Linked DNA regions of Ovis aries: region 1 is linked to region 2. The links are chromatin contacts, called in public Hi-C maps. All regions are on one chromosome and are shown on one strand. The core of a region is the stretch at or near the end of the contact, and the rest is flanking DNA. Distances in the headings are between cores, read along the strand shown. Region 1 holds the start of OTOS (otospiralin). Region 2 holds the start of GPC1 (glypican 1).

Evidence for each region. A called contact is a pair of places that touch in the nucleus more often than the background predicts.
Region 1: a Hi-C map of hypothalamus shows a contact between it and region 2, with 7 times the contacts expected there. The contact joins the promoter of OTOS here to the promoter of GPC1 in region 2. A contact is called at or near these places in 2 of 16 Hi-C or Micro-C datasets (hypothalamus and tail adipose tissue).

The regions. Positions count from the first base shown.
Region 1 is chr1:1,323,773-1,331,219 of ARS-UI_Ramb_v3.0, reverse strand. OTOS (otospiralin) reads right to left here and starts at 4,413. Exons shown (of 4, transcript XM_027965707.2): 1 at 4,371-4,413; 2 at 3,875-3,965; 3 at 3,758-3,784; 4 at 2,968-3,232. The coding sequence starts at 3,932. The coding sequence ends at 3,048.
Region 2 is chr1:1,130,375-1,137,650 of ARS-UI_Ramb_v3.0, reverse strand. GPC1 (glypican 1) reads left to right here and starts at 3,597. Exons shown (of 9, transcript XM_042239689.2): 1 at 3,597-3,947. The coding sequence starts at 3,782. LOC114113949 (a long non-coding RNA gene) reads right to left here and starts at 2,437. Exons shown (of 2, transcript XR_009596323.1): 1 at 1-2,437.

The DNA.
Region 1 (7,447 bases), core at 3,164-5,663, 190 kb before region 2:
TTCAGGACAGCCCGTCAAGGTGACCTGGGAGGCTGTCTCCCCAGCTTAAGGCCGCAGAATGTCTGCCCTTCTAAGATCGTGGCCCCCAGTCCCAGCCCTTTGTTCACACAGACGGGGAAAAAGTGGAAGCAGTGACAGACTTTATTTTGTTGAGTTACAAAATCAGTATCGAATATGACTGAAGCCATGAAATTAAAAGACGCTTGCTCCTTGGAAGGAAAGCTATGACAAACCTAGACAGCGTATTAAAAAGCAGAGACATCACTTTGTCGATAAAGGTCCATCTAGTCAAAGCTATGTTTTTTTCCAGTAGTCAGGTATGGATGTGAGAGTTGGACCATAAAGAAGGCTGAACACCCAAGAAATGCTGCTTTCGAACTGTGGTGTTGGAGACGACTCTTGAGAGTCCCTTGGACAGCAAGGAGATCCCCTCACCAGTCAATCCTAAAGGAAATTGACCCTGGATATTCACCAGGACTGATGAGGAAGCTGAAGTTCCAATATTTTGGCCACATAATGCAAAGAACTGACCCATTGGATAAGACCCTGATGCTGGGAAAGATTGGGGGCAAAAGGAGAAGGAAGTGGCAGAGGATGAGATGGTTAGATAGCATCACTGACTTAATGGACACGAATCTGAGCAAACTCTGGGAGATAGTGAAGGACAGGGGAGCCTGGTGTGCTGCAGTCCACGGGGTCGCAAAGGGTCAGACGCAACTGAGCGACTAAACAACAGCAACATGTCTGCCAAATAAAACACAGTTCTGAACTTTTAGGTTGTGCCTGTTTCCCCGTCAACATGGGCCCCGACTGCTCGGCACAGTGGGCGGTAGTCCCCCAGCCACCATCACCCGAGGCAGGGGCTGGAAGACAGTGGCGTGGGCGGTGCTTGCGGTGAAGCGGGCTGTGGGGCGGGAAGTGGGGGCTCCGACTGGGGGGGAGACTGGAGGGGCACACAGAGGAGAGAGGAAGCTGTGTATGCTCAGGTGAGCGGGGAGGGTCACAGCCAAGCCTGAGTCCCAAGCGGGGAGCGAGCTGCTCCCGGGGCCACGGGCAGGCAGGCAGGGTGTCTGCTGAGGCTGGCTTGGGGATGGAGGTTTCTTCTTCTGAGAACAGGAGGAGGGCAGCTAGGCCTTGAAGACGTGGAATGCAGCCGTGTGTCCTGAGCAGCTGTGGGTGTGTCCGAGAGGGGACACAGCTCCAGCCAGGGCACCCCGGGACCTTCCTTTGGAGGCACGTGGGGTGGGGTCCTCGGAGTGGCCTGTGGGGGCACTTGGGACCTTCACTCTCCAATGCTCGGCGTAACTGGGAGCACGAACATCCGAGTGGCATGTAAATGACGTGGGTGGTCCCCAAGGGGGAGTGTGTGCGCGCGCACACAGAAACACACACACACACACACACACACACACACACTCACGAATTAACACACAGGTCAATGCCAAGGGAAGCCTGCTGTCCAGAGGGGTGAAGGTGCCTTTTGTCTGATGTGTTTGGTTGAGGCCCAGTTGCCACAGGTGGGCTATCACAGGAGCCAGGAATTTTTGTGTGTCTGCAGTTAATTTACAGAAACCAAATTCAAACTAGCTTGGGGGGAGAAAAAACAAAGCGTGTATTGGTTTCTCCCAAATGGACTGGCTAGGCCAATAGACGCTTTCTCTTGAGAATCTAAGCTGGGGCACGGGAAGGGAAGCTGCCCGTGACCACAGGAGGTGGAGCAGAGAGGAGGGCAAGAAGCCTTGCTGGACACCTGGAGCCAGGAGGTGGCTCTCGAGGCCGCCGCCTGGGCACTGTGGCCACCTCACCCTTCCGGGGCCCTTCCCCACCTGGCCTGGTGTCTCAGAGTGACCTTCCTGCCTCATACGCTAAAGGGCAGGCCTTGAAACTGCACAAGGATAAATTCGTTCCCATCACATATTTCCCCCGAACGTAGCTCGCAGCACACAAGCTTCCCGAGGCCTTCCACAATTCTTATTACGTGTCCTGGTCTCTGTGGTTAAATGCTAGCACAAAAACTGGTGTCTAAAGTTAAATGAGCTGCCCAGGTGGCTCCAGGTAAAGAATCCAGCTGCGAACGCAGGAGATTCAGGTTTGATCCCTGGTTTGGGAAGATCCCCTGGAGAAGGAAATGGCCTCCCACTCCAGTACTCTTGCCTGGGAAATCCCATGAGCAGAGGACCCTGGCGGGCTGCAGTCCATGGAGTCACAGAAGAGTCAGACACGACTTAGCTGGCAACTGAACAACAGCAAAAGTTAATAGTAAGTGCTTTCTGTTGTTTCACTGTAAAACAAAAGCTGCCTGCAGCCCAGGAAACCAACTGCTTCACCATCTGACCAAGTGTGACCTGCAGCTCTTGCACCTGGGCGGTGGGGTCCCCGCCATAGAGCAGCTGTCCCAGGGCAGGAGCGCAGCCCCTGACACCCTGTCCGTGCTGTCTGTGTGGCCTTCCGCTCCTCGGTGCCCAGGATGGGCAGCCCACTCCCCCCACCCCCGAGTCCCTGAGCCTGCAGCACCGGCGGTCACATTCTGGGGGCCTTCTGCTTGCAGACCCAGCGCCCAAGCCCCTGGAGACCCTCAAAGACCAGCTGCCCCAGGGTGAGCTCAGCATGACGGGTGGCGCCTGGGCAAGTCCTCCAGCCCAGGGCGGCCGCTGCAGGTCTGCTCGCTGCCCAGCTCGGTGGCCAAAGCCAGGGGCCCTAGGGCAAGCCTGCCTGGACAGGATCTGGGTTCTGTCAACAAGCCAGGCAGTTACCTGGTGTCTGTGTGCCTCAGTTTCCCCACCTGCATTCCAGGGCCCCTCCTAGGTTCAGCGGAAGGATGGGGGAGAATCGCAGCTGGTGTTCCGTGGACAGAGCCTATTGTCTGAGCTCCCTGCCGGTCAAGACGGGCCAGGCTGGTTCATCAAGCAAGAGGAAGAGGGGCTGAGTGGAGCCACTTCTCCAAAGAAAACCAAGACCCACCGGGGGTATGGTGCACTCAAGTCAGGAGTTTATTGAGGACGAGGCCGCCCAGCTCCCATGGGGCAGGGGGCCCCTGGCCCGGATGCTTACTCCTCCCTGTAGGGGACGTGGAAGCCCAGGGTGGTCCCCAGGGGGAAGTGGGCGAAGAAGGTGCGGGCCATGTCCTCCAGCTGGGGGTAGGCCCCCAGGGCCTGGAAGTGCTGCACGTAGTTCCAGAAGTCAGACGCGGAGAAAGGCCAGTAGGGCATGGCCGGCAGCTCGGCATAGGGGTCTGGAGGGAGGCATCCAGCTCAGGGGCTGGGCCAGCCCACAGTGCCCAGGGGCGCAGAGCCTGATCATCCCAGGAGTGGGCTGAGTCGACCCTGCCCCTCTGAGCCCCTAGCTGGGGGCGGAGGAGGGGAGCGCGGCCAGGGGAGGGGGTGTCTGGCCCCGTCGTCCTGGAGACACTGAGCAGGTGGAAACACCGTGGTGGGATGTGGGGGCGTCCGGGGGAGGACCCAGAGGAGACCCTGGCCCCCAGGCCTGGACGCTCTGCCCCAAGATGGGGAGTCTGAGGTGGGCATGCCTGGTCCTGGGGGGCGCAGGGGGTCCCTCCTGCCCGGTGTGTCCCCAGGGAAGAGGCTCCAGTCCCTCTCCCTCTGGGGCTTGACCTCCAGCTGACCCAGGGCTTCCGCTCCACCAGCTTGGGCCAGAGGCCAACTGCCACCCGGCCCCCACTTCTTCCGGGACTGGGCACCCAAGACCAGAAACAGGACCCACACCACCCCCGAGGCCAGAGACGAGAGCAACACTGTACCTCCCTCCTCCTGCACCGGCTTGGCCCCTGCGAGGGAAGGGAGAGCAATCACCCCGAGGTGCCCGGGCAGGACCCCACCACCCACCGGGACAGCACAGGACGGCAAGCGGCCCCCACCTGCCAGAGGCGCCAGCAGGAGGCACAGCGCCAGCCCGGGCAGCAGGCGGGCTGGCATCTTCCCCAGGGTGATCGATGCGCGCAGGCCCACCTGCAGCCAGAGGAAGCCAGACAGGTGAGACCACCTGTGCCCCGGGCCCCAGGCCCCCACCTGCCCCCCGACCCCGCCCCGCCGCCGCCCCCGGACCCCCGCCTCCCAACCCCACCCCACCCCACCCTGCCGCCACCCCCGGGTCCCTGCTGCCCCTGCCTCCCCTCCACCACCCCCGACCCCCACCTTCCCCCCACCACCACCCCCGACCCCCGCCTCCCCCCCGCCCCTAGGCGGGCACCTCCCTGGAAAACAGCTCCGGTAAAAAGACAGGTTCTCAGTGTTCTCAAGGCAGCGGCCTTGAGCTCTTGATGGCAGCGGCCTCGTCCTTCTAGGGCTAAGCCCAGGCTTCAGAAGCGGTGGCCTATCTCTCTGAACTACTTAGGGACGGATCCTGGTAGTTACCTTGCAGCTGCTCTCGCCCGGCCCTGCAGCCTGAGGGGCGCCTGCCGCAGGCACTCAGGCTCCTCTTTATAAAGGGCCGGGGACGAGACGTCACCTCCGTGAACCGTCAAACTATTCCATCCCCGCCCAGAGGACTGAGGGCTCCTGTGTCCCTGGCAGACTGCCAGGAGTCCGTCCACTTCTGGGAGTCTGATCCAGAGATCAAATGGGAGAAAGCTGTCTTTGCACAGAACGAAGATGTTTAGGACCGAATTCAACATCGTTTCCCAAAATAAACTACTTCCTTTCTACCAGGAGGAAAACAGCCTAAGTCTGATGAGGTTTCAGAAACAGGGCAATCACAGGGCTGCCCCAGGGACATGCAGGCAGGACGGGACCCTTGGGGAGCCACCAGCAGCCTCTGCCCGCAGGTCATTCTTGAACCCAGAGACGACAGGAAGGGAGGGTGTCTCCAGACCGGCGCCTTCCAGGTTCCCTGCAGAGATGAAGTGTCTCCAGGCAAGACAGCTACTCAGGGGTGACTATCACGGTTCCCCAGGTGTGGGGTACTGATCCCCCGACAAGGAAGAGGGGTTGTTACCAAGGCCACCCTCGCTCTGCTCGCTGAGAGATGAGGGGTTAAGGCAAGGAAAACGACTTTATTCGGAAAGCCAGCTGACCAAGAAGACAGCAGGCTGTCCCCTCAAAATAACCATCTTTTCAGGGTCTGGATGCCAGGTTCTTTTATAGATCAGAGATAGGGGGAAGGGAGAAGCAAAGTAAAAAGGCCATTAACCTTGCAAACTTCTCCTAGAATGGCAAGCCTCAGGCAGGGGGCAAGTTGACTTCTTCCTTGCTGCGGTCTACTGGAGGACCGGGTTCTGAACGAAGGCACTTTGGTTTAGTCAGGTGGAGCGGCAGGATTCTCCAAGGCAGCCCATTCTGTATGATCCTACTAACAAAAGCGACGGAAAGCAAGTCAGACAGTTCCACCGTGGAGTCAGAATTGGCCTCTTCCCTGCAACAGGGTGTCTTCTGGCAAAGAAGACCCGGCAGAGTTTAGGGGTTCCGGTCCCAGCTTCACCAGCAGAGGTGGTCTGCTCAACCTTCCTGCCACGCGGCCGCACTCCAGACCGGACCCTGGGCTTTGTTCTTAGAAACCCGGGTTCTGCTGTGCCTACAGGAGAGGAATTCTCTTAGGGCAGCTGTGCTGGTGTCTTCAGCCGGGCACTCTTTGACTGTATCAGAGTCCCCAGGACCACCCTCACGTTGGCTGGGGGGACCCCCAGGACTCAGCTGAGATTCAGGACAGAGAAAGGATGCAAAGAGACGTCAGTGAGAGGAGGAGGCAGGCGGGGACAGGTCGGGGACCAGGCGTGAGCTTCCAGAGCCCCGCCCCACGCCCACACACCCCAGCCCCGCCGCCAGCCAGCCGGCAGGTGCTGTCTCCCAGGAGCCCGTAGACAGGTGGCACCGGGGCTCTCACTGGGGGTGGGGGTGGGGGTAACAGGCAGCTGTGCCTGGGAAGGTTCCAGACCCCCAGAGGAACTGCTCAGCTGGCAGAAGCCTCACTCTGCACAGATGTTTAGAGGCAGTGAGGCCTTCCTCCTCCCCAGGGACCCTCCCCGAGCTCCAGCCCAGGGCCAGCCTCACGGGAGTCCCTCCTGAGCAGGTGGCGGCTCTCTCGAGGGGACAGGTGGGCCTGCCTGTTAACTCTTTTCTGCACAGCATAGTTTCCTGGTTCTTTGTCTCCTGGGCTGGAAATTTAAGCTCTGAGCTCACTGTCTTCATTTCCCACATTCTCCAGCACACATAGAAGCTGCCAAGCCCGGTCCTTACTCCGTAGCCTCACTAAAGGGCAGCAGCCACCCGGTCACTGGCACCTCGGGGTCACCCGCATCTCGGGGACACCTGCACCTCCCGGTCACCTGCACCTTGGGGTCACCCGCACCTCCCAGTCACCTGCACCTCGGGTCACCTGCACCTTGGGGTCACCCGCCCCTCCTGGGTCACCCGCACCTCCCGGTGACCTGCAACTTGAGGTCACCTGGACCTCGGGGTCACCTGCACCTCCCGGTCACCTGCACCTCGGGGTCACCTGTACCTCCTACAGGCTCTTGACTCTGGGACTTGACTTTGCACTTGGTACCATGGTTGACGGAGGCCCTTGACCACTGGGAACAGCAGCGTTGACGTCAGACCAGAGAACCAGCTCTCGAGACCATCCTGACCCGACTGGTCCCCTGGGCGGCTCTCCTGCCTCCACTGGTCTGCTGACAGGGCCACCTGGAGCCTAATGGGATGGGGGGTGGTATGTAGGAGCAGGACTCACGTGGAGTGTGTGTGTTGGGGGAGCTGAGGAAGTGGAGTCTGGAGGGAGCGTGGGAAGTGGTCTCTGTGTGGCTCTCGCGTCTGTGCTTTCAAGGCCCAGCATCTCAGTGAGCCTGGGACCCCGATGTTGAGGCAGAGATGGGGGGCAGGGAGCGAGGACCAGCCCGTCCGGCAGCCATCATCACCGCACGTTGTCCGTCGCTAATGTTGTAGTGAAAAGGAAAGAGGGGGATGAGCTTCCTCTTTCCCCTTCCTGAGAAGAAAGACAGTAAAGAGCACAGAGAGCAGGCCTGAGCATTCCTAGTCCCGCTTTAAGGGCTCCAGCCCTGCGTGTCTGCGGCTGAGCTTGCTTGTCTGCCCCCTAACGCTGCGGGAGCTACAAGACACACTCTCTCCCTGGACTCTGCTGAACGCGCCCCTATCTAGTGTTTACCCTTACAGCCCGCTTCTCCTTGTAGCTACACATCAGAGAGAAGGCTGCCAAGCCACCTCACTGCCGGACTCCGTTACTGGGTGACTGACGCCAGTTCATGACTGTCTTCAAACAAGGAAGGAATCAAGGTCCTGTCCCCTTGGTTCCTCATCGCCGGCTCCTGACCGTGAGCCTTGCCTCATACAAGCCCCTAGACTCCTCACAGGTGGGGTGGGGGGGCAGGTACAGTTCTTGAGGCATGAGCCTACTGCTGGCTCTGCTGGCTGAGAGTAAAACCACCTTCCTATCTCCTCCAAACCCTGTCTCTCTGTTTTTCATTCAGCTTCACTGAGCA
Region 2 (7,276 bases), core at 2,348-4,847:
CAGAGTCCCATTCATCTCCTCCAGCCATGCCCGAGGTGCCCACTCCCTCTCTCAGCCTGCTGCCCAGCAGCCCCCAGCTCCCTACAGAGGTGGGGGGACCCTGTGCCCTCCGCCCACCCCCAGGGCATCACAGCAGCTCTGGGGCCCCAGCAGGTCAGCGGCAGCCCAGCTGTCCTGGGCCCAGCGCCCCCTGACCCCGCCCTGTCCTGCCAGCGGGAGAGGGTCTCGCTGGGGGCACGGCGGGCAGAGACAGTCCTGTGGATGGAGGTGAACTTAACTGCTCAGTCCACCTGGGCACTTGCCTTGGGGGTCCCAAAAGATGCCCACCAGACACAAATCCCGTTACCCCCCAGCAGCTGCAGGGGGAGCCCCAGCCTGCGGGGTCCGGGGTGGAGCCCGCCAGGCCCGCAGCCCTAACAGCTGGCTCCCGTGGCTTCTGAGCAACCCTGGCCGCCAGCCCCTCACCGGCCAGAAACAGGAAGTGGGGGGCAGGGCGCTGCCCCTCCGGGTCACTCCTCAAGGAGACGGAAACGTGGGAGAGCACACGCCCCCTTCTGAGACGACTCTAAATGGTCCTTTTCTTCTCAGCCCGCACTTGGTGTCAGCAGAGGGCAAATCCAGCCTGTCACACACCCACTCGACAGGGATGATGCTGTTTCTCTTTATGAGCAAACCACTCACGCCTTCCTCCCTTCGCACATCTGTGCCCACATGTCTGGCAGACCGGGACCCCAGAGCAGAGGATGGTGGTCTTGGCCAGAGCCACAGCAGCCACCTGTGGGCTCATGAGGCCCTCCCCAGTGCAACCTTGCCCTAGATCCCGGAGACCCAGGCTGTGCGTTCTCCCAGGGGGGCGCTCAGTCTGCACGGCAGGCCCAGGGCCATGAGTGGGGGCTGGGCACAGGCAGCTGTGTCTCGGGAGCAGTGGACTCCCAGCAGCTGGCACTGGGGTGTTATGACCCTGAACCGGGCCCCTTCCCTCGGAAGAGAGGAAGGAACATGGGGGTGCAGGCGGCACCTCCTCTCCAGGCCCCAAGGCCTGTGACCTGCGCCTTCAGCAGAGCCACCCGGAGCCACGGCCACCTAGCAGTCAGCTGCCCCTGCGCCTGGCCTCCAGCTCCTGGTCACAAGGCTCCTGGCAGGTGCTGGACCCATCCGGAGCCAGGCGGACAGTCCCCTGCCTCCCTGTGGACACGAGCCGACACCAGGCCCTCCACAGCGTCCCCTGGCCCCAAGGACAGGCCCTGCACTGGGTCTCCACAGCAGCTCCCAGCCTGCATGGGCATGGCCAGGCCCCGCCCTCAGTCCCTACGAGGAGACATGAAACCCGGGAGAGTGAGGCATCTGCAACCACACGGCCGACGAGGCCGACGAGCATGGGGCCGGGCCTTGAACACACGGCCGACGAGTGTGGGGCCGGGCCTTGAACTCCGGTCCGCCGCTCTCACGCCGGGGCGGAACCAGGGAGGCCACTGGCGGTGGTGATGAGACAAAGCATGGGCTTTCCCTCCCACTGCTTTCTGTCACCTTCAATCAATGACCTGGTGATGGAGAGCCAGAAAGACAGTACCCGTGGGGTGGGGGGGGAGGCGGGGTGTGCCCCGGGGGACCCTGGTCCTCAGCCCACACCGCACCCTGGCCGCCCCACCACCTCCCCAGGCAGCCTCCCAGCGTGGGGAGGAGCAACAGGGGCATAGGCAGAGCCCCGCACTCCCGGGAGGGGGGCCCAGCGCCCACACCCAGCTGCCCTCGCAGCTATCCTCCAGCGGGGCCGAGGCCCTCGCTTGCCCGGCTCGCCTCCACGTCTTGGCAATGAGACGTTAGAACTGCCTGGGAACAGTTCTTCACTAGTGGAAGGACCCTGGCTCTGAAGGGGAAAGAACAGAGGACCTTAGGGGCGATGGAGCCAGGACACACCTGGGAGGGGCCGGGCAGGGGCTGTGCCCACCACCAGCACCTCGATGCCGGCCACGTGAGAGCGGCCCCCCAGGCTCTGGTGCACTGATCCTGCCCTGAGGAATCGCACGGTCTGGCCGACTTTACAGGTGACAGACCCCAGTAACTACAGCCAGGTTGGGTGACCCCACCAAACCTCAGATCAGGTTTAGCCCCCCCCCCCCCCCCCGCCTGATCCGGAAGCAAAGATGGAGGGGGGTCCTGGAGTGGCCGCCGGAGGGCTGCACCCGAGTCACCCGCTGGACACAGCAGGTGCACGCGGAGGGCTGGAGGCCCGGAGGCCCGCACACGGCGGGGCCTCACCCCCGTCTCACAATGGCGAGGGGCTAGGAGACGCTCTAGGGCTGCGGCGCCCACCACTCTGGGAGCCCCAAGGGAGGGATGCGGCCCTCCTTCCTCCAACAGTGGGCGGGCTTGCTCCTGTGAGGTGAACAGGGCCCCAGGTCCAAGGCCCAGGCGTCTCCCCGGCTCCCGGCGGCGGTCTCGGGGTCCTCCCAAGGGTGCTGCTTCGTGAGCTCGCACTCCATTTCTGCCCATCAGGCGTCTGGGCTCGGGGACTGGTGGCCTCTGGGCTCTATGCTCACAGAGCAGGGGGGCACGAGCGCGAAGCGGGGGAGGGCAGCCCCTGGGAAGAAACGAAGCAGCCCTCCCGGAGCCAGCGCCCAGCTTCTGACCTCCCTTCCCGCGGCCCCCGTCCCCTCTCCCTGCGGCCGACAGCACTGCGAAACCCCCGCGCGGTCCCGGCCACCCCTCGGTCTGCGAGCGCTCTCCGCCCCCCTCCCCCATACACCTGACCTGCTCCTGGCCCGACCCCACCCCTTCTCCAAGAGGTCACCTGCCACCACCCGGCGGCCCCAGCCCTCGGACAAGCCTCTGCCCCGCTCTCGCTTCTCAAGCATCCAGAGCATCACGTGGAGGGCACAAAAGCCGGCCGACGATCTCCGGCAACTAAGCAGCGGGTTGCCTCTGAGCGTGAAGGCGAGCGGTTGCGGGCTGCTCTCTTGGCTCGTTTCCCGCGTACAGCCCCCAACCCTCCTCCACAAAAAAATCAAGACGGAGCTGGAGCCGCGGGCGAGGAGGTTGAAACGGGCGCGAGGGTGAGGGGCCGGTGAAGGGGTGAGGGCCAGGTGCGGGCGGCGGACACAGGGGGCCGAGCAGGCTGCGGGACCCTGCGCGCGAGGCACGCGGCCAGCAGGGCGCAGGCCGGCAGGGCCGGCGCGGAGTCGCGGGAAGCTGGGCGGGCGGCCGGCGGGGGGCGGGGAGGCCCCTGATAGGCGCGCGGGAGGCGTGACGTCACGTCCGGCGGGGGAAGCCCTGCCTCAGCGCCCCCGCCGCCGCCCCCGCAGGTGGTGTCGCCGCCCCGGGCGCTGGGGGTGGGGGGCCCGCCCTGGGGACCCCGGACGCGGCCCCGCGCTCTGCGCCACCCCGCTCTCCTCCAGCTGTCGGCAGACCCGCGCGAGCCGGGCAGCTCCCCGCCCCAGGCCCGGGAGCCGGAGGGGCGCCCCGCGCGCCTGGGATCGCGCCCCCGCGCCGCGCCCCGCCCCGCGCGCCCCGCGCGCCCCGCCCCGCGCGCCCCGCCCCGCCCCGCGCCCCGCCGCCCAGGGGCCGGGCCCGGACTGCGCGCTCGCCTGCCGCGCTCTGGGGCCGCCCGAGCCAGCGGCCGGACCTCGCGCCCCGCGCGCCCCGCGCCCCGCCGGCTTTTGTTGTCTCCGCCTCCCAGGCCGCCGGCGCCTCCGGACCGCCAGCCGAGTGCGCGGGGACCTTGGCTCTGCCCTTCGCGGGCGGGGGCTGCGCGGGCCCGGCCGGGGGCGCCGCCGGCACCGCCATGGAGCTCCGGGCCCGAGGCTGGTGGCTGCTGTACGCGGCCGCCGTGCTGGTCGCCTGCGCCCGCGGGGACCCTGCCAGCAAGAGTCGGAGCTGCGGGGAAGTGCGCCAGATCTACGGGGCCAAGGGCTTCAGCCTGAGCGATGTGCCCCAGGCGGAGATCTCGGGTGAGTGACCCGCGCGCCCGGAGCGCCGCTGCGCCCCCTCCTCTCTCCCGCCCTGCGCCCCCGCGCCCCGCGCCGCCCGCCCTCCGCCCGGGTCTCCTCCACTCCGCCCGGCCTTCCCCGGCCGCCGACGCGCACACACTGGCCCCTTCCCCGCGGAGCTGTCCTCGCCGCGCAGCCAACGGGGCGCTCTCCGACCCGGCGAGTCCTCCAGGGCAGCTTGGGCTGAGCCGCTGAGTCGGCTGTGGGGGCGCAGAAGACCGCGGCCGTGGGCTCCGGACTCCCCCGGGGCCGTGCGGTCCTTCCCCGGAGGCTCCTGGGGTCGGCCCGCGGATTCCCGGGGGTCCCCAGCAGAGACATCCTCGGGGCCCCGGCGAGGCAGGGAGCGAGCTGTGCGCTTGGGGAGGGGCGAGGGCCGGGGCGGACGGGCGCGACCTCGGCCAGCGGGAGCGGAACGCCGCCTCGCAGGGACTCCTGCCTGGGGAGCTTGTGCTCGCCTGGCGCTCCGGGCCGCCTCCGGCGGGGAGTCCAGCTGCAGGTGGTCGGCGCCTTGGATCCCGCCCAGGGGCCGTGCCGTTTCTTTGTAAGAGCAGCGCCGTCGCAGGCGGCCTGGGCCGTGCAGCTGCCCGCAGTCCTGCACACCCTCCTGCGGGCCTCGGAGGAGCTGTACGGACCGGAGCGGGGGTGAGGGGGAGCGCGGAGTCTGCGGAGCTCGCAGACACTCCCCCCACCCCCAAGCTCCTTCCTCAAGCTGCAAACGTGTCCAGAGCTGCACCGGGCGTGCACGGCGGTGCAGGGTTCCCGGGACCGGGGTGGAGGGGGGCGGCCGGGAGCAGAGTTCCAGGCTCCTGCCCTGGGGACGCCTCCCAAGCCAGGGCGGGGGGTGGCGGGGTGGGGAGCGGGGAGAGACCACACTAAAGTTGTCACACGGGGGACAGGGAAGGACCGCAGCCACAGGAATTCTGAATGAGAGGGGAGAGTGAGGACTGCGTCCATGGCCGGGCCTGGCTGGGGAACGGGAGGTGGGGGGCAGCCAGGCCCTTGACCCCTGCCCCCAGGAGGGCAGAACCCACAGAACACTGCCTGGGCTCCTTGACAGCCCCCTGCCCGGGGCTCTGGAGATTCCCCCCTCTCAAGTCCCCCAGGCAGGCCTTCCCGTGCTTCTGCTGACAGAGACCTGCCATTGATCGTCAGAGCTGCCTCCTCCCTTGGAGGGGCAATTTTCGTGGGTGCGTCTGGGCACTCGGGACCAGCACAAGACCCCCTGCACAGTCGGTTCAGGCTCTCCCCTGACCCTGCCCCATGCTAGGGCCGGAGGCCTGGAAATGCTTGACCTTTTGGGTGAATCCCCGAGCCCCAGGGTCTCCCAGCCCCAGCCTCGGCTGGCACCCCCCAAGACCCCTGGACTCCACAGCCCCCCCTCAGAAGCCCACTCCCACGCGGCCTTTATGTCCTTGGGGGCTGTCCTACTCTCGATCGCACCCACAGGCCTCTGTCCCAGTTAGGCCGAGACACAGGGTGGCAGGGTTTGGGCAGCCGCCAAGGGCTGGGAGCGTGGTGGGCAGGCTAGGGAAGGCAAGGCGGGTTGGCGGCCAGGCCTCCTTGGACTGCAGGGTGCAGGCGCTTCAGGGCCCGGGACCGGCAAAGAGCGCTGCTGTGCGTGTGATGGGGGACTTTGCAACTGGGGAGCGTGGTGCCAGCCGCAGCTCCGGGTGCCGCCCTCACGGGGCCTCTCTGCCTGGACTCCCTGTGACTCCTCCGCCCCAGCTCCCGGGGGTCCTGTGGCTGCACCCCGCCCCCCTGAGTGCCCCGCAGGGCCCAGGCACCGAGAGGAGTGCCAGCGCCACGTGGGGTGAAGGAAGCAGGGTGACCTCCCAAGGCAGCGGCCAGCCCTGTACACTCCTCCTGCTCGGCAGCTTGGTGCGGCTCCGCGGGCCGGGCGCCCCCTGGTGGCCGCTTGGTGGCACGACGGTCTCCTGGAGCCGGGCCTTCCGTGTTGAGTCTTGGGGGCCGGTGGGTGCCTGGGGATCCTGCGGGGGTGGGCGCCTGAGTTGGCTGGTGGGGTGGAGGCTCCGTGTTTCCCAGGACTGGAGGGGAGGGAGGACGGCCCTGGGCCTGTGGGCGACCTTTCCAGCCTCCACCTCCCCAGGGGGTAGAAACTCCGTGGGCTCAGGAAAGAGGGGCCGTCAGAGCACGAGGGGCTTCTGTTTGTGATGTGTGTAGTTTTTTGGATGGACAGCCAGGCTCAGCCAGGGTGAGGAGGGCAGCCATCCCATTTTACAGGGGGGCCTCCCCCCAGCCAGAGCCCTGCGTAGAAAGTGAGAGGGAGCCGCCCCTCAGCCTCAGTCCGCCTGCAACGGCTGGGAAAAGCCCAGCCCCAGGCTGCATCTGTCACAGGACATGCACACACCCATACATGCATGCACACACACACGCGCGCGCGTGTATACATGTGATGCACACGTGCACACCTGCACACCCGTGCACACCCGTGCAAACACGCACACATGTGCTCACACACGCACACACATGCACACATACGGGTGTACAGGTGCCTGTGGTCTCTCGGCCTTCACCTAGGGGCTTGCTCCCGGGGCACCTGCTGGCTCTCCTGACCCTTTGATGCCACAGTTCATCATGGCCTCTCTGACCCTTCACTAGGGTCCTGGGGGCAGAGGCGCATCTGTCTGTTCTGTTCTCTGCGGCAGCCGCAGAACCTCGCCCAGTTCCTGGCACGGAGTCGGTTCTCAGTCCACACCCACACACGTCCCACTTTATGCCCGGCCACGGTGGGGGCCGTGGGAGGCGGAGGGCCGGGCCGAGGAGGAAGGACCTGGCTGTCCGGCTTTGGGGTTGGAGGTTGGAGGGGAGCCCGGCGCTGTCAGCGGCTCCTCGGCTCTGGGACCCCAGCTGGCCAGGGGCCCCCAGCAGGGGCCACCGCTCAGGCCTCCCAGCAGAAACCATTGCTTCACCGTGCCACCTGCCCAAGGCTGTCGCTCGGCCACAGTCAGCGGGCCTCGCACAGACCGCCTGGTGCCCAGCCCAGCCGCAGACCAGACAGTGCTCATCCCGCCCTGTTGAGAGGGCAGAGACCCAGGGGCCTGCCCTGGGTCCCCAGGTGGTCTCCAGCCTCCTCTGAGCCGCTGCTCTGGCTCCTCACCCCTGGAGCCGCTGCGGTTTCATCATCCCCAGCCTGAGGACAAGGCTGGAGGGCGGGGGAAGAAGGGTGGGGACCCAGGGGAGCCAGGAGCCGACAGGCCACTGCGTGATGCAACGGCCTGGGCCCCCGCTGGAGCCCCGGCACGCCGCCGCGCTTCCCGGAGGGGCAGGGC